Regions from separate parts of the Mus musculus genome. Here all the other regions are linked to region 4. Evidence: chromatin contacts called from public HiCAR-type and promoter capture Hi-C data. All regions are on one chromosome and are shown on one strand. The core of a region is the stretch at or near the end of the contact, and the rest is flanking DNA. Distances in the headings are between cores, read along the strand shown.

Region 1 (3,278 bases), core at 439-2,938, 2.7 Mb after region 4:
CCTCCTCCAAGGGCCACCTCACCTCCTCCAAGGGCCACCTCACCTCCACCAAGGGCCACCTCATCCCCTTCAAGGGCCACCTCACCTCCACCAAGGGCTCCCTCATCCCCTCCAAGGGTTTTCCATGTCTCCTTTGTCATAGGTGTCATAGACACCTTCCTGGGGTCTTCCCTTGCTGGATCTAAGTCTGCTCTTTGTGACATCTTTCTCGAATCAGCTAGAACATCAGTCCCCTCTGTCGTGACTACCATAAACCCTCGGCTGTTTACACCTGGATGAATGTTCACCTTTTGTGGAAGGCTGTCTTTTAGGAGCAAAACTCTATCACTTTCCCTGCCCCCTGGAAGTCAGACACAGCAAGAAAGCATGTCTCAGAGTACAGATTTCCTGATTTAAAGCTCTGAGGATTGGTGTAGCTCAGAAGTCAGATCACACAATGAACTTGTCCAAAAGAAGTATATATATATAGAGATAGATAGATAGATAGATAGATAGAGAGCCTTAACAAGCTCAGAGTGCACAAACAAGATTGCAGCAGGAAGTACCTGCAAAAAGGAGTCACAGACATGGGCTCAGAGTACAAGGGCAAGTTTGATCCTGTAGAAAGCTGGTGTTTAAGGAGGGAGGGGCTGGCAGCCTGCCAGGTTAAAGGTTGTAGAAACTTCACTGCGCCTGATTTTGTGTCCTGCCCTGAGGAAGGCAGAGCCAACTCCTAGCCTTGAGTGATTCTGCTGTTCCCTCCCCCAAGTACTTAGTTTTCCTGACCATGTGCACGGTCTGCAGCAGGTCCACGGTTTGGACAGCGTTAGATAGAAAACTAGACCTAAGCGGCACATAGAGACCTCTTTAATCATGCCAATCACTGCCATGCCTTTGGTCTGTTCTCTCTGTTGCAGGCCCAGCAGGCTGTCCCGTGGTGTGTGTGTGCCCAGGGCTCCATTCTGACTACCTTGTTTTAAACGGACTCTGGGGACAACAGGTGTCCTTTTCTGTCAGCAAGTGGATATAAACTGCATCGGCCAGTCTCTTTAGGACCTGGGCCAACCCCAGTGGCCATGGAGTGTAAAACCACACTGTCTTGGCAAGATCCACCCACCATCTAGGATGTCATATTCTTATATGACAGCCTGTCTTTGCTTCTATCCACCCAGAAGAACTGTTGCCAGACGTGGGTACTGAGTTTAATGCAAATATGCTCAGTTTGTTCATGATTCCATCTTCACAAAACAACAACAACAACAACAACAACAACAACAATATAATCAAAATGCCCAGCCTAAAAATAGTATTTAAGGTCAGGGAAGAAGGGTTCTTCTCAGGGACGTGAGTTTGACTACAAACTCTCAGCTGTTTTTAAAAGCAAACATCTGAATACCTACAGAAAAATATCCTCAGAAGTCAAGGGTGGGCACCTAGGGCTGGCTGTGGTCCTTGCCATTTTTGCCAGGACAGTATATATGGCAGCTCATTTTGGAAAATGATCCTGGAAGCGCCTCACATCTGCACCAGCAAAAGCCCTTTTCCTGCAAAGCCACAGGCAAGGTCCAGCAGGTTTGTCTGTCCCCAGCGACCAGCACCTACCTTGTCTAATGGTGAAGAGCAAGTCAGCAGGAGGCAGACGCCCTGGAGCTGACCCGGTAGGGAGGGACATGCAGAAGAAGGGAGGAGTCTCAGTCTGCACGGGAAGTGGACACTGCTGTGGCAGTGTCCTGCATTCCCGGGAAAAGCCGGGGGAGGGGCAGGTCCGCAAGGACCGCGAGAAGGGGCTGGATCCTGGCTCCCGGATGGAAGCAAGAAGGCAGGGTAGGAAGAGTGGTGATAGGAGGGAAACAGAGGCCTAAAGAGGCAGGGAATGAGCCTGGCACTCTGCCCTGGGCCTGTCTACTGGGACGCATACTTCTCTGTGGTCAATCACAATCGGGCTATTTCAAGCACTAAGCTACTACATTTGTGTATTTACCCCAACTTACATATAATCTTCTTGTGGCTTGGGTGGTTTGTCTGTGAGGAAGGAAAGTAGTGAAAGAAAACGTTGAGAAAAGAAGATGGAGGCATCGCCCAGGGAAGAGCAATGAAACCAGTGTTAATTTTCCGGTGCTGTCTCTTGAAGATGTGGGTGCTGGCTCAAGGCCTAGCTCTGGGCAGCGCTTGTCCTCAGGGCAAACCAATAACATAAACCGTGCCTTTGCTGAGAAAGATGGATGAAATCTAAAGCCCACGAGCTCCGTTAAAAGTCTCAGGTGGGACAGGATTGCTCTCCCTGTTTCTGAAACTGTCAAAAAATGCATACAATGGAGTGGGGAAGCTGCCTCTTAGTGTTCCACAAAAGCAAAACATTTTCTCTAAGATGGAGAGGTGGGGGTTTTTTTCTGGTTTTTTTTTTTTTCTTCTTCTTCTGTTGTCTTGTTGTTTGTTTTGGTGCTTGTGAGGGAGGCTCAGTTGTGTTTTTGTTTTCACTTATTTTTTAACTTTTAAAATGTATTTATTTGTATTTTTATGTATATCGGTACATTGGTGTTCTGCCTACATGCGTGTTCACGTGAGTGTAGACAGTTGTGAGCTGCCGTGTGGGTGCTGGGAATTGAACCCAGGTACTTTGGAAGAACAGCCAGTGCTTTTAACCACTGAGCCATCTCTCCAAGCCCCTATTTTTTTTGTTTCATTTTATGTATATGGTCTCTTGCCTGCATGTATGTCAGCATGACTGGTGTCACCTGAGACCAGAGAGGGAAGTGGACCCCTGGAATTGAAGCTACACATCCAGATTGAACATGGCCAGCAGAAAAGACCGGGCCATGAGAGGAGAGAGAAAATAGAGTAGGAAGGAAGAGAAGAGAGGAGCAAGGAGGGGCGGGGCAAGAATGGAAAAAGCCAAGAGAGGGGCGGGGCAAAAGAGGAAAAAGCCAAGAGAGGGGCGGGGCAGGAGGGGCGGTGCAAGAGAGGAAAAAGCCAAGAGAACCAAGGGAAAGGGAAAAGAACCAAGAGAGTGCAGAGTCTGTAATGGTGGGGCGACATAGGAAAAGGAAGTTGCGGGAAGGGAAGCAGTCCCTATGATTGAGAGGTTTAGGTAGGGGCTGGGGTGAGAAGAGCCACAAGTACCAGTGAGCCTGGAGGGCTGTGTGTGCTTCGGTATGCTAATAGCCAGCCATTTGCCCTGAGTTTCTTTGGGACCTGACACATGCATGATGTATGTATGTATGTATGTATGTATGTATGTATATATGTATATGCACCATGTGGTTGTCTGATGCTCTCCAAGAGCTGAAGAGGTGTCAGAT
Region 2 (3,452 bases), core at 600-3,099, 2.6 Mb after region 4:
TAATAAATAAATCCCTTTTTTAAAAAAAGAAAGAATTCTTTCTGTCATAGACAGATCATACTGTATCAATTTGGGCTACGACAGTTAAACACAAATCAGATGGCCCAAGGTCTGCCTCACCTGTAGACACATGCACAAAGCCAGAAGGTAGACAATAATGACGCCCCGGTCTCCAGGGTCTCCCAGCTGGCCTTTGAGTTGTAGAAACCAACTGAGGCAAAGACGTGTCAGCCTATGTATGAGCATCTGAAGGAATACAGGGGAAAGGAAACTAGGAATCTGAACTGAGGGCAAAAGCATCGAACCACTGGGCCCGTGCAAGCAAGAAGAGTGGGAGCGGAGCAGCCGCCTGACTGGAAGGCGGTCTGTGACCCACGTGGGAATCTGCTCGCTCCTGCACCACGTGGGACCGAGACCTAGCACAAGCGGTCAGGCTTGGCAACAAGCGCCTTTACTTGCCGTGCCATCCTTGAAGTCTTTCTTGAACCTAGCTTGATGTCCACCAACAGTGGAATGGATACAGTGTGGTGTACATACACACAGAGCTTTATTCAACTGTAAACTAATGACTCAGAACCATCATGTTTTCGCTCAGATGCAGAATCTTGTTGTATACAAGTGTGTGTGCTGTGTTGAGAGGGAAGACCAGGAGGAGAGAGGATAATGAGGACAGCTTATAGGTCAATGGCAAGGTACAATTACATATATATATATGAATGAAAATGTCACAATGAAACCTTGTTTGTGTTAACTTTAAAAACCTTGTCCTGACATAATGTCAATCTGTGTCATGTAACAGCACAGACCTGAAAGCTAGCCTACTGTCATACAGGTTATATGCACTCTAATTTTGAGTACCTAATAAAAACAGACAATACGGCAGGGACAGTTTCTGTTCTGTGGGGTACGAGTGGAGAGACTGGAAACTCGTCACAAATAAATCCGAGCTTATAAAATGAATCGTGATTTCTGGCAGACGTACCGTGCAGTTACCCTTACGGGGTATCTTTCTAACAGCAAAACGCTGAGAACAAGAGACTCTGAGCACCAGCCGGTGCTACTTTGTCTCCACCTACAGTACACGCGCGGGGAAGGCCCAGGATCTGTGTAACCTGGGAAGTTAAGGACAAATACTATGTGCTGACGACCAGGCACGTCCAGCAACCTTGTGAAGTAGGCATTATCATTATTATTATTATTATTGTTTTTGTTGCTATTATTTTGTCATTATTGTTGTTGTTATTGCTGTTATTATTGTTATTATTATTATTATTATTATTATCTTTGCAGACAAGAAAACAAAGCTACAGGCTCAATAGCTTCCAAGCAGCAGCTCGTCCACCGCAGGGTGGATTCCAGCCGACCTAGGATCGGGCTGAGCAGTGAGTCTTGTGCACGGAGGTGCGGACAGCAGCCCCCAGCAAGCACTGTGGTAGCCACGACCGGCGCGGGACGGAGAGCACCGCAGCCACGCGCGCCCGATCCCCACAAGCGCCCGCGCCACAGACAACTATATCGCCCGCCGCCAGGCCGGTCAAACCTCACCTACTCGCTCCATCGCGCGTTCCGGGGAGACCGGAAGTGGAATCTACCAACGTCTTAGAGCCCGGGCGGCAATCAAAGAAAAGAAAAATATCTTAAGGAAATAAGCTCCCCGCTGCAACTCTGGATTCAAAAACTTTGAAAACTTAAATCCTTGAATCAGTGACTACATTATGTCTAGTATTAGCATTTGTGTGCTAGACGTCGCCTTCTAAGTTTCGAACACCCCCCCCCTCGGTTCGTGGAAAACGGACGTTCCCAACAGCGGCCGATTCCAGAAGCTACTCTGCGGCGTAAAAAAAGTCACTGTTGAAAAGTAAGTCGCGGGGTCTGCACTGCGCATGCGCGGGATTCTGCGTCCTCTCGCGAGAGGGAGGTGCGGTGTGTCTCTCTTCCCGAGTGGTCCCCGCTGGTTACTGGAGGAGCGCTCGTTCTAGTTCGTCCACCATGGCGTCCGTGGGGACCCTCGCCTTCGATGAGTATGGGCGCCCCTTTCTCATTATCAAGGACCAAGATCGCAAGTCCCGTCTCATGGGGCTTGAGGCCCTCAAGGTAACGGCCCGGAACGCGAAGCCGCGGGATGAAGGGAGTGGGCCGGAGCGCTTGTGCGCCTGCGCTGGCGAGAGAGCAGCTCGGCCATGTGCTGGCCCGAAAGCTCGAGAATCTCCGGTGCCGGGGAGCCCCTTTGGGCTCTAGGGTCACATCCCCGCTCTGGCTGCGGGAGAGGGCGTAGAGGCCTTCGTCCCACGGTGGGGTAGGGAGAGCGATCCGCCGCTTCAGAGCTGGGTGGGGTCGCATCCCCAGCTCACCGGGCGGGCGAGCAGGCCTGCGCCGGTGCATCTGTAACATCTGTAAGTCGCTTGTCCCTTAGAAGCGGGGCTGTCCCGAAAGGGAGAAAACTAGTGAGAAACGTGCACAGGACAGACCGAATGGCTGCTTGTAGGAAAGGGACCGTAAAGTCCCTTGGGCCAGAAAACGCATGGTGGTGACTTTTGGAGTGGAAGGAGAGAGTTTCAGTGGAGCACAGTTGGCCGCAATTGAGGATAGTTTCCTAAAGGGAAACAAAGAAGTTACCCTGAGGGAAGGCAGAGCCGAAGTGTTGAGTCGGAAGGCATGTCTCACAGAAGGAGAGGAATAAGAAAGGCTACCCAAGAGCCGGTGCTAGGCCCCCAGAGGAGAAAGGAGTGACAGTCACTGGTGTTGCCACAAAAAGCTCAGAGGAAGGAGGGAGCCCCATTTTAGGTTGTATTGTGCCAGTCGTGCCTCCAGGTTTGAGGTGCCCTGGTTGACCTGGTGTTAGGGAAATCCCTCGGTGAGTTCTCTATCAAACCGAATTTCTGACAGGTGTTTTGGAGTGGCTGCAGAAGTGGACATAGCAACTGAGGCCTGGTAGATGCTTGGTTCTCTTTGCCTTCAGCTTGTGCGCGTTGTGTGTTGACTTGTGTACTGGCTAGTTTTGTGTCGACTTGTGTACTGGCTGGTTTTCTGTCAACTTGACACAGGATGGAATTATCACAGAGAAAGGAGCTTCAGTTGGGGAAGTACCTCCACGAAATCCAGCTGTGGGGCATTTTCTCAATTAGTGATCAAGGGGGAAAGACCCCTTGTGGGTGGTGCCATCTCTGGGCTGGTAGTCTTGATTCTATAAGAGAGCAGGCTGAGCAAGCCAGGGGAAGCAAGCCAATAAGTAACATCCCTCCATGGCCTCTGCATCAGCTCCTGCTTCCTGACTTGCTTGAGTTCCAGTCCTGACTTCCTTTGGTGATTAACAGCAATGTGGAAAGTGTATTCTGAATAAATTCTTTCCTCCCCAATTTGTGTCTTTGTCATGATGTTTTGTGCAGGTATAGAAACCCTGACTAAGACAACTTCAACCCCCTTTTTTTTTCCTGTTTCTGGGGACGTGCCAA
Region 3 (3,832 bases), core at 995-3,494, 2.0 Mb before region 4:
CACATCTGGAGAAAGAGAGAGAGGGAGAGAGAGAGGGAGAGAGAGAGGGAGAGGGAGAGGGAGAGGGAGAGGGAGAGGGAGAGGGAGAGGGAGAGGGAGAGAGAGCATTGGAGATGGTAGAAAGCTTGGATCACCTTTTAATTTAGTAGACAGCAATATTTCTTGAGCCAATGTTGAATAAATTACAATGGGTAAATTAGGAAGAATGCAGCAAAAAGCCCACCGGAGGCCAAGCAGCTTCTTTGCATGAATCCAAGGAGAAACGGTGACTTTGTAGCATGGTTTCCAGTCTCGAAAGTACATTTATCACCTGGAATTTAAAAATATACGGCTCTCCAGAGCCCCCTTCACTTGGATGCAGCCTAGGCATCTCAATTTTCCCACGTTCTCTTGGGGGAGGCAGCCAAACTTGAAGTTGTTGTCCTAAAGGCAAAGGGTATACAGCACAGAGAACAGAGTGATATTTAGAGGGCATAATAAATGGGACTCAGTGAAAGGGACCAAAGACAGGGTGTCTGTGAGAACCCTGGACTTCTGGCTTGGCTCTGCTTGGATGAGAGAAGTAAGGGTTGTTTTAGATAAGCCCCTGTCTATCTCAGACAGACTTGAGCTATAGGTTTGTCTTAAGGTTCTGATGCTGCCACAAAACACCATGACCAAGAAGCAACTTGGGGAAGGTTTATTTGGCTTACACTTTCATATCACTGTTCATCACCGAAAGAAGTTAGGACAGGAACTCAAATATGGCAGGAACCTGGTGGCAGGAGCTGTTGCAGAGGCTGTGGAGGGGTGCTGTTTACTGGTTTACTCCTCATAGCTTGCTCATCCTGCTTTCTTATAGACCCCAGGACCAACAGCCCAGGGATGAAACTATTCACAGTGGGCTGTCTCTCCATCAATCACTAATTAAAATGTCCTACGGCTTCCTACAGCCCAGTCTCATGGAGGTGTTTTCTTCATTGACGATCCCTTCTCTCAAACGACTTTAGCTTGTCTCATGTTAAGATAAAACTATCTAATACAAGATGCCTCCATAGATTCAAGTGGAGATGTCCTTCAGGTATATCTCTCTCAGGATATGCATATTGGACTAGTAAGTAACAGCAGACCCTTCCAATTTCTAGGAAGACAGAAATTTAATTTCTCAGAACTATGATGACTATAGAGAGTACAGGACCACTGTTATTCTGCACAATTCTTTACTCAAAACCCTTACCAGTCATTACTCCATTTGTACTGCAAAGCTACTCTTGCACTATCCGTAGGCTTAAAGTGTCCTGTAGATTATTGGGCATCGAATGCAGCCTTTTGATAGCATTTTAAGGTATACACATAATGGCTCTCAACTTCCAATAAATGGAAATCATATCCATACTTACTCCCTTTAAGATGTATGGTCAAAGACATTTAGCCCTAGATCGCCTAGCCTGTTTCTAACTGGGAAAAATTTACTGTGTTACCAAAGAGGCCAAGTGGGGTTTGAAAAAATATGGCTCCTTGGTGAGTTTCTAGTTTAGACACACTGAAATAAGGATCGAGTGATATATTTAGATTAAGTAACAGATGGTGGATGGACATTTTGGCATCCATCACATCCATTTCTCAGGATTCTAAGGAAATGATCTAAGTCCCCAAGAGAAATAAACGGAGAGGATGGGATCAGGACAGGAAAGGGATCTGTTTATTTAACTAACTCTATACCAAGTCTTATGTAGGTGAAAAATTCAAAGGGTGTCCGACTGGATCAAAAGCTGGAGGGGAATGGAAGACACAGGCTGGGCCAAAGTAACTCCTACTGTATCAGACATTGATAAGACCTGAGATATTTCTTTGGGGACGACTCGGCTCTGCTCTCCCGAGGGTTGCCAATCAAGCAGGTGAACAAAGGATTGAAAAGCTAAGTCAGGGTCCTGTCGCTCAGGAAGCGCTCCACTTGGAACGCGGCTCCCGCCGTCCCTTCCTATCACCTCACGGAGACGGGGTCGGGGTTACAAGAAGGGCGTCTCCCGCCCCACTGCCCGGCGCGTTCCGAGTAAGTCGCCGCCCGCGGGAGGGCCGGCGGCGAGAGCGCGCAGTGCGAGGCGAACGTGCTGGAGCCAAGGAACCACCGCGTCCCAGAGATAACCGCGGCTGGTCGACGTGGGGCGGGGCGGGGCTTGACGCCAAGACGCAAGGCGCGCTGGGCGGGGCTATGCCGGGTGGGGCAGGAGGGAGTGGAGGGGGCGGGGCCTGGGGGCGAGGGCGGGGGAGAATGGCAGTTGCTGTGTTGGTTCCCGGCTGCGACGGTCCGACTGGAGTCACAGAGGGGAGTTCGGGAAAGCGGCCGCCCGCAACCGTTCCACCGGCAGCTCTCGCCCTAGCTGAGAAGGTTCCGCGGCGGTGCTGAAAAGTCGTCCTCCGTTCTGCCTCCGCTTTCTGCCTCCGCGGGATGGGCCTGCTCGCCAGCCGCCCCGCGCCGCCGCCGCCCTGAGGAGCTGAGGTACGGCAGGCGCCGGAGCCGCGGGAGCCGGGCGGCTCCCCTACGGATGGGGATTCAAGGCGCCGCTCAGGCCTCGGTCTGGGGCCGGGAGACCGTTGCGGCCGTCTCCGGGGTGCGGGCCGGGGCGTGGGGGGCCGGGCCTGTGGCCCCGTCGGTGTTGTGACTGTCCACGGCGCTGCCCCGAGCGTTCCGGGGCGGCGGAGCGGACGAGACCCGAGGGCGGCCGCCGTGGGGAGGCGGCGGGGGCGGAGCGCATTCCTGACGGGTGAAATCGCCTCTAACGGGACGCTTTCCGGGCCTCGCCGCACACTGGGCGCCGCGGACTTCGCCCCCGAAGCCTGCCGCCTGGGGCCCGGGAGGGCGGCGGGGAGATGACCGCCTCCTTCGGGAGCGGAGATCGCGCACACAAGCAGGCACCGGCGCGGAAAGCCGTATAGCCTGGGGATGAACGGGGGTCTTCCGGACTCCACGTCTGGGGTTTTCCCTGCCCTCACCCCGAGTGAGGCCACCACTTTGAATTGCCAGTTTTTCCTTCGGTCTGGGATTCCGCTCTACTGTCGCTCTCTTCTCTTTTTCCATTTCCACTAATGGGAAGAAGTGGTTTAGGTTCGTTAATCCTGAGACAAGGGCAGCAAATAAAAGAGGGAAGAGAATGGTGAAGGCTATATATGGGAAAAAGAAAGGTTTAATTTTTGCTTGTTGGCGCCCTTGGAGATAGAAATACACGACTGGTGCTTTACTTTGTGTAGGGTTGAGAATGTCGCAAAATGTTGGTAATGATAGGACGGCCTTTAAATGCAGCTGCAATTTTCAAACCTAGGGTTGGCTATAAAGGCTGGTGTAAAATGATAGCAAACGGGAGGTATGAAAGCGGGCCTTTCCGTGGTTGGTGCCTTCAAAATATTTTGATCTTCCTCATTCTACTTTGTGTATGTTTGTGTATACGCACGCGTACCTGGCAGTCTTTGATTATTTAATATTTTAACCAGAATTTCTTGACCCTTTTCATTGTATGTAGTGTGACGAGATACTTGTCTTTTTTTCCCTTTCCGGTTTTGCTATAAACCGGTCTCTTTGCACATCCTAGTGCTTCTGTTTGTAATTCAAGTCATTTCCATATTTGCTTGCTTAAGCTTCTTTAACACAGAGCTGTCTGTATTGAATTAAAATGTAAATATTTAGAAAATGGCTATGTCCTTACTTTCAAATGTTCTTTACTTGGTACATACAATTTCATGGACAAAGAATTGGTATTAAGTCTTGGGACTTACTAAACCAAATTATGCAAAACAAAAGCAAGATATATATATATATATATATATATATATATATATATATATATATTATACAGTG
Region 4 (3,474 bases), core at 312-2,811:
CTGAACACTTCCAAGGAGGACACAGACATTTGCAGCCCACCTTCTGCCCTGACTGGCCATCGATAAAAGCACTTCCTGAGGCCACTTTCCACACTCCAACTATGGTTTTAAATTCCTGTAAATTCCTTGGCTTTAAGAAAAGTCAGGGCTGAGCCAATACATTAATGTTCAATTTGCATTCACACTGAACAGCCAGAACCCACATATACCAAAGGTCTGTTGGAAAGCTTTTAAGACTAAAAAATTCTATTATGCGGCCATAATGGACCCAACTAAAGAAAACTTGAGACTATAAATAGAACTGTAACATCACGTGGAAGGGGAATGCATTGTTTAAAATGGCACAAGGCAGTTTACAATTCAATACTGAATATCTTTTTAAACTATCAAAGGGAGCTAAGAATATGTTCTAACTAAAAAGTTTTATATGCCACTTAACTACCACTTTCAACTACATTTCGTTGTTCTGCAGCAAGTAGCTCGGATCTCTCTAAAATGATGTCACAAAATCCAAAATATTGAGGAATCCGACTCAGTCCAAGGCTGCCAACCACCAACCAAGGGCAGCCAGCGCCACAGGGCAAGAATCCATCAAGCTAACTCGCTGCCCCAGAGAATCACATGTTTGTTCTTGACACAAATGTGAGCGCCAACCTGAAGGCCATTTTTAAAGAAAACTAAATTTGCCCGCCGTGCCTATTCAGAGGGATCACCTGTCCTCGGGCAGGAACCTGAGTGGTTGTTAAGATGGCTTCTCCAAGCCAACTGGAACACAGGCACACTTGGGTACCTTCCCTGTGTAAGAGCTTTAAACAGGCGTACGCAGGAAAATCCTCTCGAGAGGAACAAGAATTTCCCAACCGTTTCTGCTCGGACGCGAACTCGCGAGGGCGAACGCTGTGTAGCCGTGGTGCGTCCCGGGGGTGAACATGCCCGGCCCGCACCTCGCAGGGCCCGGTGCCCCACCCCCCCCCGCCCGGCCCCACATGCCCCCGCCACTGCAGCCCGGCTCTCCCCGAGAATTAACTTTCTAATAATACAACTTTAGGCGGATGATCGCGGGCGGCCCCCAGACCGACGCCGACCTAGAAGCGACTTAGTGGCGCGGGGTGAGCGGCGCGCGTGGGGACCCCGGGGGCTCCCTCGACGCCAGGGCGCGCTCACCAGGTACCAGACGCCCAGCAGGATGGTGCCGGTGCGGACATGGCAGCACAAACAGCAGCTGTGGGAGTAGAACCGAGTCCAGGGAGCGACCATCTTCATAGCTCCGGCGCTCGTGGAAGTTTGTGAGAGCGTCGCTCGCTTCGTCTTGGGTCCGCTGCTCCTGCCCCTCTCCTTGGCCGCCCCGACCCTCGGACCGCTCGCCCGACCCTTGGCTCTGCACTGTACCGAGAGCTCCGAGTGGCCGCTGCGACGGGACACTGGGCTCGAAGACCGCGGCGACGCTAGGAGGCAGGGGGGAGGAGAAGCCGTGGGTCACGTGGCCTGCCCGGGCTCGTGATGTCACCACCGGCTCCAGCCAGCTGCGGGCGCTGGGAGCGCTGCGCCAAATAAATGCTTCCTTGCTGGACCCTGAGGGAGTCTCCAGAATTTTCCTCCGGAAATGGGGTGCACCTTTGGTTAGGATTCAGATTCATTCCAGCTGTGTTTGCCTCACATCTAGCTTGCAAATAACCGGTGAATGCTGTGCTAGGATTGTAGTTATCTTGCAAACTGGCGGAAGGAAGGAAAACTGCTTAGAATGATTATTCCAGTCAACTGCGGTACTTTGAACCACTGCGGAACCCGCAGAGAGCAATTTATCTCAGCTTCCCAGCTCAATTACTTTAGTAGCAATCTTTTCCCAGAAAATAGAATGTGTGTCAAGGGCATCCTCACTGTGCTTCCGTGGCATTTTTAATAATGACTGAAGTTCTAGTAAAACAAAAACAAAAAAACAATTACTGCCAAAAGATCTATGCAAGTCACAATACACAGCGTTGAAAGAGCCCAGGCAGAGGACTAGGGTCTGGGGGCGGGGGATGTCCCTCCAGCTGCTGTTTTGGATAGGATCCAAGTTTAGCCTTTGATGACCACAGTGCTAGCTAAGAAGCTCTGATAACTTAAATTAAAAGTTCGTGTGAAGCCGGGCATTGGTGGTGGTGCACGCTTTAAATCTCAGCAGTCAGGAGACAGAGGCAGGCCAGCGTCTATAGAGCAAGTTCCAGGACAGCCAGTCTAGTCTATAGAGCAAGTTCCAGGACAGCCATCCTAGTCTATAGAGCAAGTTCCAGGACAGCCATCCTAGTCTGTAGAGCAAGTTCCAGGACAGCCAAAACTGCACAGAGAAACCCTGTTTCAGGAAAGGAAAGAAGGAAGGAAGAAAGGAAGGAAGGAAAGGAAGGAAGGGAAAAAAAGAGACCATGTGAAAGTTTTATTTCAGGATTAGAACAAGAAATAAAATGGGTTCAATTTGGCCGGTCAGTGGTGGCGCATGCCTTTAATCCCAGCACTTGGGATGCAGAGGCAGGTGGATTTCTGAGTTCAAGGCTAGCCTGATCTACAGAGTAAGTTCCAGGACAACTAGAGCTATACAGAGAAGCCCTGTCTTGAAAAACAACAAAAATTTAAAAAAGTTTTAAAATGGGTTCGATTTAAATTAAAGTACATGTCAAATAAGATGAAAGATGGTTCAAGATTGGTTAGTTTCACAAAGACGTGCATCTACCACACTCTAGTTTAAACTTGGCTTCTATTCCCAGAGATACCACGTGTAGGTCCTTGAGCAAAGATACAAGCAGGATAACTGTTGTGGGAGGAATTGGAAAAGCTCGGTATTTGTTTCTTTTCTTCGTAACATTAAAGATAATTTTCTCTCTGGGATTGTCTATTGTTAGTTATGGGCTGGGGCTTTCCTCTCATGTGGAGTGTTATCTCAGGATGCAGGAGGCTCTGAGCTCCATCCTCAGGGTTGCAAAAAGAGTATATAATTATGCCCACAGCCATTAGTGAACAAAACCACAAACATTAGTATTCAGGAAAGGGATAGTAATACAGACTGAGGAATACTGCATTGAAAGACTCTGAAAATTCAAAATTAACATAGATACTGCCCTCTCTCTTCTTTTCCCACAAAGATTTCAAATTTATTAAGCAAATGACACATTGATTCAGATGAATTTTATATTTCAGAAAATTTACTATTCTAGATATGAAGTCACAGTAGCCAAATTGCTATAGATTTTAAAATATAGAATAGACACTAGCTGAAGAAAATGTGCGCAGGTGAAGCTTGGTAGGTAAACCAAACAGCTACAGGATCTTTGGAGTGCAAAAGATTACTGGAATGCAAAAGAGTGTTGCCGGAAAAACAAGAACTGGGCCAGGCATGGGGGCTCACATCGTTGATCCTAGCACTCAGAAGGGCGGAGGCAGAGGCAAGTAGATCTCCGTGAGTTTGATTCCAACCTGGTCTTCATGGTGAGTTCCAGGTCA
Region 5 (3,802 bases), core at 1,102-3,601, 2.8 Mb after region 4:
GGTCGGTTTTCTATTACAGTAAACACCTGTACCCAGATCAATTTTATGTGTATATATTCAAAAATGCTCCCTTTTTTATGTGGTCATTTGTTGCCTTCCGAGTTAAGAGAACAGAATTGAATAAAGTGAATGTTAGTTGTAGCCTTGTTTTCTTTTTGGCTGTGTGTTTTCTTTGATGTAAGATTGCTTTTTAATTTCTGAAAGTTTGAGGCTGGTGCTGTGGTACATGTGTGTGGCCCAGCTAGCTGGGAAACAGGCAGGAGGATTGTTGGAGCCTGAGTGACAGGAAGGCCCCACCCCAAAAGAATATAGGTGTTTATAGTTGAAAGAAAAACAGTTATCTGAAGCTTGACAGTGGGTGGAAAGTGTTGCTGCAGAGGACACGTCTGCCCCTGCCCATGCACTGAATGGACGGAGAGCATTACTACTGGAAGGCGTGAAGCCCCTCCACCTGGGCCACAGGGTGACACTGCCGTGAGCCATCGCTTTGGGATGGAGCCTGATACAAGACACATCAGAAACCGTTTTATGTCATTGCCTACATGCCTGAGAAGGAAAGGGTTGCGTGGCCTTTTCTCCTTTATGATTGTGAGATCTTTCGGTTTTAGGGGCCATTTCTAGTTTTTCTAAGTTCAAGTTTTTCAAAAGCTTTCAACATTTTCCTCATCTCCACCCAATTAAATACATTGCTGTTTAATGTAGGAGTGGTGGAAATATGCTCTTTGAACCCCAGACCTCCCTCTTTAATCTGTGAAGTTGAAAGTCCTCGCCAAAGGAAACCAATACTCAAAACTGGTTATCTCCTGAAACACAGTGATTAGGAGAGTTGATGTGTTAAGTGACTGAAGATGTCTGCCTCCAAGGACCACAAGTGCAGAACAGATAGTAACCAGAAGATGGAAGAGAGAGCGAGAAGTCAGCTGCCCAAGCCAGCACACAGGACTCCCTCCGGGGAGACCGCTGAGGCCTAGCTGCTTCCTCAGTGGGCTCGTTAGGTCTGCACACATACACACCTAGTCCTCCATCAGCCTCCTGCTGCTACTCTGCAAGCCTTTAAAACCATGGGTAGACTGTCAGCAAGGCACAGGCCCCTCTGCATCACTTTATGTTGTTTAGCCATTGCGTTGGGTTTTTTTATTTTGTTTTGTTTTCTTTAATCTCCTTTGCTTATACAACCGTGCCTAAGACTTTCTTTCGGCTCGTTCATTTATGCTTTAGGATGTACTTGGAGGAGGAAGGAGCTTCTTGCTCAGGAACCACACCCATTTTGCTTAGGTGGCCATTTCCTTGCCATAGTGTATCTGGTAAAGCAGACACTTCCGTATGTATTCAGTGGATTCCACACAACGGGGCATGGATGCTGAAATTAAAAAAAAAAAAAAAGTGAAGTATTTGGACTGGTAACAGAATGAAAAGCAAACATTCACACTACAGATACTGTACAAACGAACTAATAGTAACTTATGTAGGGAAAAAAAAGGTCAATGTAGGCTAGGCTCACTTTTTTTTTTTTTTTTTTTTTAGATACAACAGCAAAATATAATTCACTTAAGAAAACAAAAGCTGAATTGTCACAATTTATACCTGAGACTTTTAAGAATAAAAGGAACAGACACCTGCACACCCAGATTGTTTTACAATCTTTTCCGCTTCACCAGTCATGTGGTGGTGGTGGTGGTGGTGGTGGTGGTGGTGGTGGTGGTGGTGGTGGTGGTGGTGGTGGTGGTGGTGTGGGTGGGAACAGACTTGTTGCTTCTTGAAGCGCTAAATGTTGCCCAGGCTGGTCTCCAATTCCCAGCTCAAATGAACCCCAGCCTTGCGAGTCTCGCAGTCCCCACATCAGATTTTAACTCTGTTGGTTTTACCCGATTGTGTTGTTTTTCTTTGGAGACCATGATAGAGGTTTTAATAAAAGTTAACCTACCAAGCTACATAATAGGCATTATTATTTACTCCTTATGCCTATCCCCCCCCTTAGGATAAATATTGCTAAGTCGTTAGAAAATCCTGTAGTCCCCAGATAAACGCTCATTTCTGTCAACAGTGTCTGAGAGTCCTTGTTTTCCCATTCTATTAACTAAATGTTTTTTTGCCAAGCTGCTTTGGTTTGGAAATGTGTATTCATACAGTGGGTGTGTGGACCAAATGGAGTCACACGCCAAGCCGAGACCCTGGTCGAGACCTCTTGGGGTTCGGATTAGCGCAACCTCCGCGTTTTAGGAAAACAAGCTGTTTTATGGCGCTCTCCGCTCTGTGGTCACTCGTTGGTCACAGAGGCCAGCCGGACGTCCGCCCCTTGTTTGCTGAGGCTGTGCGCATGCGCAGCTCGGGTTGCCTGGAGACCGCACGCCACAATCGCGTGCTCTATCCGCTCTGGGCGGTTGGGCCTCAGTTTCCTGAGGGGGCGGAGCAGTCCCTCCCCGCCGCCCGCTGCGCTGACCCTGCCTCTCCTCCCCGCAGCACAACGTCCCAGGCCGCCGCGGTCTCCCCAGAACGATGCCGCTGCCCGACACCATGTTCTGCGCGCAGCAGATCCACATCCCCCCGGAGCTGCCGGACATCCTCAAGCAGTTCACCAAGGCTGCCATCCGTACGCAGCCGGCGGACGTGCTGCAGTGGTCGGCGGGGTAAGGCCGGCCAGGGAACCTCACCCCGTTACCGAGTACAGACGCCGACGTTGTGGGTGTAGACTAACAAAGCTTGCACACCAACCGCGGGGCAAAAAGTGGCTCCGCTGAGTTTAAAAAAAAAAAAAAATCAGTTACAGGGATGTTATAAATGAAACCGCCCAGAACAACTGAATTATGCCCCCACCCACCCCCAAATGAGGCAGAGGTATGTGAAAGCTGCCACCTGAGAAAATTGTCCAGCACAGCTCACAGCTAGCGAACCTTCACACTCTAGAAACAAGGACAGGAACCCTTTCAAGGGCCTGACCATTATAATCTTAACACTCATTCTTTCGGTTTTACAAGAGAACTGTGCCACTTTTTAAATCACGAGAATAACTATTTTTAGCCAAAATTTGCTAACTTTCTCTGAACTATATTAGCTAAGGTGGTTTCGTTACTTTTGGCTGTTTTAACAACTCGACTTTTAAAAAACGACAGCTCTGGAGGTAAAAGCAACAAAACATCTGGAGCAGGCAACAGGCGTTTGGGGTGGCTGCTTCCATATCAGACTCGGCTGTTGGAACTTCCTGGCCCTTCTACAATCCGTGGGTTCTCTTCTGCCTTCCTCTCCTGAGGAGTCCTGTGATACATTTAGGAGCCATACCGTTTCTTCAGGATAGTTTCCCCCATCTAAAGTCCTTAATTGTGCAAAGACGCTTGCCATGTAGAGTACCTCTCACGGGGCTTCAGGGGACAGGACCTGGATGTCTTACTTAGCTCCGTCAGGGTCACCTGTGAGCCCAGCGGTCCCTTTGTCAGTTCTCTCAATAACCCCTCAGCGATATTACATATGCTCGAGCCTTAGAGAGAAGGGCTAGGGTGTCTTTATGAAAGTTTATTTGCACTTCAAGTCTCCGCCCCTATTGGCACATTTATTAATACTACAGAGAGAGTTTTTTTGAAGCCTTACACAAGAAATCCCTGATTCATTAGACTGCCGATGAGGGAACAACTATGAATAGGTGTGAATCCACCAAGCCACAGCATTGTAACCGGGGCCTGGACTTTTAGGTCAACAGTTCTGCATCTGTTTCTCTCGTGGCTGTCCGCACCACTCCTTAGCTCATTAACGAAACCACAGAGAGGAGCACAAAAGTCTTAGTAGTTATAGGTGGAGTTGACCCTAAAGG
Region 6 (3,354 bases), core at 309-2,808, 2.5 Mb before region 4:
GGCTTGGCAGAGCAGAATATCAGCATGGGGGTCAAGAGTAGAGAGCAGCGCCTGAAGCAGCGTTCTGTCTTCTAGCAACTCTGCTCAGGTTGGAGAGCAAGTGTGCTCCAGGCACTCAGGGCGGTGGGGCGCGCGCGAGAGATCACGCCGTGCCACAGAGCACTGGGTGGCAGGGTTGAGTAGGCGGGGCTGGGGGGCCGTAGCTGCAGCTGTGTCCTTGCTGCCAGAGCTCTAGTCAACTGGCTGCTGTGGAGTCAGGTCAAACAGGGAGGGAGACAGCAAGGGGGAATGTGGAGAGCTCAGGATTGTCAGGCAGCACCGCCCTGAACAGAGAGTGAGGGGCGGATGGAAAGTACGTGGTGGCGGCAGAATCAGGGGAGCAGGGAACCGGGAGTGGAGAGCAAGCAGCAAGAAAACGTGGGGTAGGGAATGGTCTACAGATCGCTAGCTAGAGAGTTGTAAAAGTTTGCTATTAAAGTTCCAGTAAACGGCCATTTAGAGTTATTCTTTGATGGGTATAGGGGCCAAATTTTAACCAGGAGACGTGCTAGCAAAGATATTCCCTTCTGGGTGAGAATAGGAGCAAGTGACTTCCCCGTTCCCCGGTGTCTCTAGTACAAATGTGATAGCTAGAAACAGAGGCAGCCAAAACAGATCACCAGCCACGCAGTGAACTAGCAGCTGAGCTGCGGGACCAGTGCACGAGCTGTGTGTGGGGCTCAGAGCCTGAGGGAGGATGGTTTGCCTAAGCGTAGGATTTTTTCAGCAGTGTGCAAGAGAAGCCAAGAGAAAAACCGTCAGAGAAAGAGAGACAGAGACAGAGAGAGCACTCACCCAGGGGTAGAGGTCCGAGAACGAAGCATCAGTAAGAAGACCAGGACACCACGGGGTGGCTGCAAGCTCAACAGCCCTCCCTTGGGACCAGAGGGCGTTTATGCTGACCAGTGAGAGTAGGGAGCTTTACCAATTCTCCAGTGCTTGGGTGGAGAGGTCTAGCAAGAGATCCATCCCATGGCTGCAAAGTCCATGTGGCAGCACGGAAATATGAGCTCATGCAACCTGTGAGTTTCTAAATCCCAGGCACAGCACCCGTGTTGGTAGAGGCGCTGTATGGTGGGTGAGGTGGAAGGGCTGCCTCCACAGGCCCCCGCTGAGGCATCCCCTCCCCCTGAGGCATGGTATGGAGTTTATTTAGGGCATGGGGAAGGTGGGAGGCAGAGAAAGGCGGGAGGTGGGGAGAGGAGAGGGAGAAGCAGGCCAGGAACACATGGGGAGAGGAAGGGGGGAGCGGGAGAAGGGGCAGGTAGTAAGAAAGAGGATCAGACAGCGAGGAAGAGACATGCAGACCCTTTTAGAGTGAGCCAGGCATACCTGGCTATTGCCAGGTCATGCCAACAGTAACTTCTGCTCTTTAGCAGCCTGTAGTGACATTAATTCTCTTTACATTTAGACAATTTAAGTGTCTAAAGATTGGTGACCCAACCAGGAGAGCAATAGCAAAGCATTATATGGCAAGCATTTGTACCACACTCCCTTGTGACATAGCCCAGCCCATCAAAGGTCTGTACCACACCCTCTTGTGACATAGCCCAGCCCATCAAGTACCAGCATCCTCCCAGGTGTATGTTAGCTTCCTCCAGCTGTGGGCCGCGTTGGGTGCCAGAAGTGCTTCTCTGTCCTCTGTTTCCTCCCTCAGGGTGTCCAGGCACCAGGCTTGAAGGATGAAGTGGAGTCTGGAACAGGTTGGGACTGGCTCTCAGTCCAGCTGAACTCACATGTGGGCATGGGGTGGAGGGCTTCACCAAGGAAGGCCTTCTCTGGCGATTTTAGTCTTACAGCTCTTTTAGATGACTCCCAATGAAGTGGCTCTTAGATGGTCTTCAGTGAAATAGCTGGTGCTCACTTACTTTATTTGGGTGGACAAGGGCTGTATATGAACTTTGGAGAGTGGAGAGGAGTTTTCAGGGTGAATGTTGATGACTGGCTGGAGCTCAGTGAACTGGGAACGCCTCTTTTGTGTGGAAAAGCTCTCCAGGAATCCCAGGTATTTGCTGGGCAGGTTCTTATGGGGTGTAGGGAGAGGAATTTGTAGGTTTGCCAAGGACCCCATTACCTTCCTCAGGTAGAGGATGGGGGGGTAGTCAGAGAAGTGGAAGCCCTGCTAGAAAAAGGGAATTCTCCATTTTGTGCTGAGCTCAGAGGAGCTACACAAAACATGGGGATGTTCCATTAGCTGAATGTTGCTAGAGGAGTGATCTTACACGCGTTCGCAACCGGCCAGGAAAGACGCAACAAACCAGAATCTTCTGCGGCAAAGCTTTATTGCTTACTCAGGAGCAAGAGAGGAAGAGCGCGGCAGAGAGAGGCAGAGAGGAAGAGAGAGAGAGAGAGACACAGAGAGACGCAGAGAGAGAGGCAGAGAGAGGGGCAGAGAGGGAGAGAGGCAGAGAGCAGAGGAAGAGAGCAGAGGAAAAGACGAAGAGGCGAAGAGATGAAGAGAAGAAGAAACGAAGAGACGAAGAGGCGAAGAGAAAGAGTGCCAGAACCCCGTCCCTTTTAAGGAGAATTATCCTCCGCCTAGGACGTGTCGCTCCCTGATTGGCTGCAGCCCATTGGCCCAGTTGTCATCACAAAAAAGGCAGAGCACATGGCGGGAAAACTGCCCCTGCACATGTGCAGATTATTTACTACTTAGAACACAGCTGTCAGCGCCATCTTATAATGGCAAATGTGAGTGCGGCTCCCCACAGAGTGAAGCCCAAAGACTTGTGTCAAGGTGCTCATGAGTCCAGCATGGGACAGTCTGGGAAAGCCGGAGTTTATGGAGTTTATAGGTCAGTGGTCTCCAGAGGTTGGCAGATGAAGATGCAGAATACAGGTTTCTTCAGCTATTCCTCATATTTTGAGGGTGGCATACACCATTTTGCTCAAAGCCTGTAGAATAGAGACAGAAGTGGGGGCTGATGCAGAGCTAGAACACACTACAGTGGCACACTCGTTGTAACAACTCCAAAACACGTTTGTGTCCAGTGACAAACACTGCCCTCCCCCTCTGCTGGCTCCCCTCCAGCTTCCTACAATCCACCACATACAAGGTGACATCAGACCAGAGGAGCGGCTCTAAGACTTCTCTCCATGATGCAACTAGTGTATGAGCTGTCCTGATTATCCAGGGTCCACACCAGGCTGCTGGCTAAGTATCTTGAACTATGCTGCTGAGTCTACTAGGGAGAATTTTAAGAAAACCTCCTCCCTGGATTAAGGAGTGGGGGAGGTTATGTTGGCTTTTTCCTTGCTTCCTTTCTCCCTGCCTTAACATATGGTGGAGCAGTGTGACAGCCATCTTGTGATGAC

What was found. Promoter capture Hi-C pulls out the DNA fragments that hold promoters and counts their contacts. HiCAR-type assays count read pairs that join an accessible place to other places.
Region 1: a promoter capture Hi-C map of liver shows a contact between it and region 4, with 4 times the contacts expected there. The contact joins the promoter of Cmbl here to the promoter of Laptm4b in region 4. A contact is called at or near these places in 2 of 39 promoter capture datasets (embryonic stem cells and liver).
Region 2: a promoter capture Hi-C map of pre-B cells shows a contact between it and region 4, with 6 times the contacts expected there. The contact joins the promoter of Cct5 here to the promoter of Laptm4b in region 4. A contact is called at or near these places in 4 of 39 promoter capture datasets (embryonic stem cells, hippocampal neurons, liver and 1 more) and 1 of 115 datasets of contacts at active chromatin or transcription factors (astrocytes).
Region 3: a contact with region 4 is called in a HiCAR-type map of astrocytes, with 4 times the contacts expected there. The contact joins the promoter of Rnf19a here to the promoter of Laptm4b in region 4. A contact is called at or near these places in 1 of 39 promoter capture datasets (pre-B cells) and 1 of 115 datasets of contacts at active chromatin or transcription factors (astrocytes).
Region 5: a contact with region 4 is called in a promoter capture Hi-C map of liver, with 4 times the contacts expected there. The contact joins the promoter of Ropn1l here to the promoter of Laptm4b in region 4. A contact is called at or near these places in 2 of 39 promoter capture datasets (embryonic stem cells and liver) and 1 of 115 datasets of contacts at active chromatin or transcription factors (astrocytes).
Region 6: a contact with region 4 is called in a promoter capture Hi-C map of liver, with 3 times the contacts expected there. The contact joins the promoter of A830021M18Rik here to the promoter of Laptm4b in region 4. A contact is called at or near these places in 2 of 39 promoter capture datasets (liver and pre-B cells).

The regions. Positions count from the first base shown.
Region 1 is chr15:31,567,243-31,570,520 of GRCm38.p6, reverse strand. It overlaps Cmbl (carboxymethylenebutenolidase-like (Pseudomonas)), which reads right to left and starts at 1,688. Exons shown (of 6, transcript NM_181588.4): 1 at 1,582-1,688.
Region 2 is chr15:31,600,243-31,603,694 of GRCm38.p6, reverse strand. Cct5 (chaperonin containing Tcp1, subunit 5 (epsilon)) reads left to right here and starts at 1,849. Exons shown (of 11, transcript NM_007637.3): 1 at 1,849-2,094. The coding sequence starts at 1,990. Atpsckmt (ATP synthase C subunit lysine N-methyltransferase) reads right to left here and starts at 1,579. Exons shown (of 5, transcript NM_026546.3): 1 at 1,546-1,579. The coding sequence starts at 1,558.
Region 3 is chr15:36,281,559-36,285,390 of GRCm38.p6, reverse strand. It overlaps Rnf19a (ring finger protein 19A), which reads left to right and starts at 2,244. Exons shown (of 10, transcript NM_013923.2): 1 at 2,244-2,479.
Region 4 is chr15:34,236,113-34,239,586 of GRCm38.p6, reverse strand. It overlaps Laptm4b (lysosomal-associated protein transmembrane 4B), which reads right to left and starts at 1,561. Exons shown (of 7, transcript NM_033521.3): 1 at 1,165-1,561. The coding sequence starts at 1,263.
Region 5 is chr15:31,452,238-31,456,039 of GRCm38.p6, reverse strand. Ropn1l (ropporin 1-like) reads left to right here and starts at 2,351. Exons shown (of 5, transcript NM_145852.2): 1 at 2,351-2,627. The coding sequence starts at 2,497. Gm49208 (a long non-coding RNA gene) reads right to left here and starts at 2,369. Exons shown (of 2, transcript XR_003951491.1): 1 at 2,128-2,369; 2 at 1-1,360. Marchf6 (membrane associated ring-CH-type finger 6) reads left to right here. Exons shown (of 26, transcript NM_172606.2): 26 at 1-141.
Region 6 is chr15:36,724,449-36,727,802 of GRCm38.p6, reverse strand. It overlaps A830021M18Rik (a long non-coding RNA gene), which reads right to left and starts at 1,558. Exons shown (of 3, transcript XR_875150.3): 1 at 835-1,558. Gm41297 (a long non-coding RNA gene) reads left to right here. Exons shown (of 3, transcript XR_875152.2): 1 at 1-88.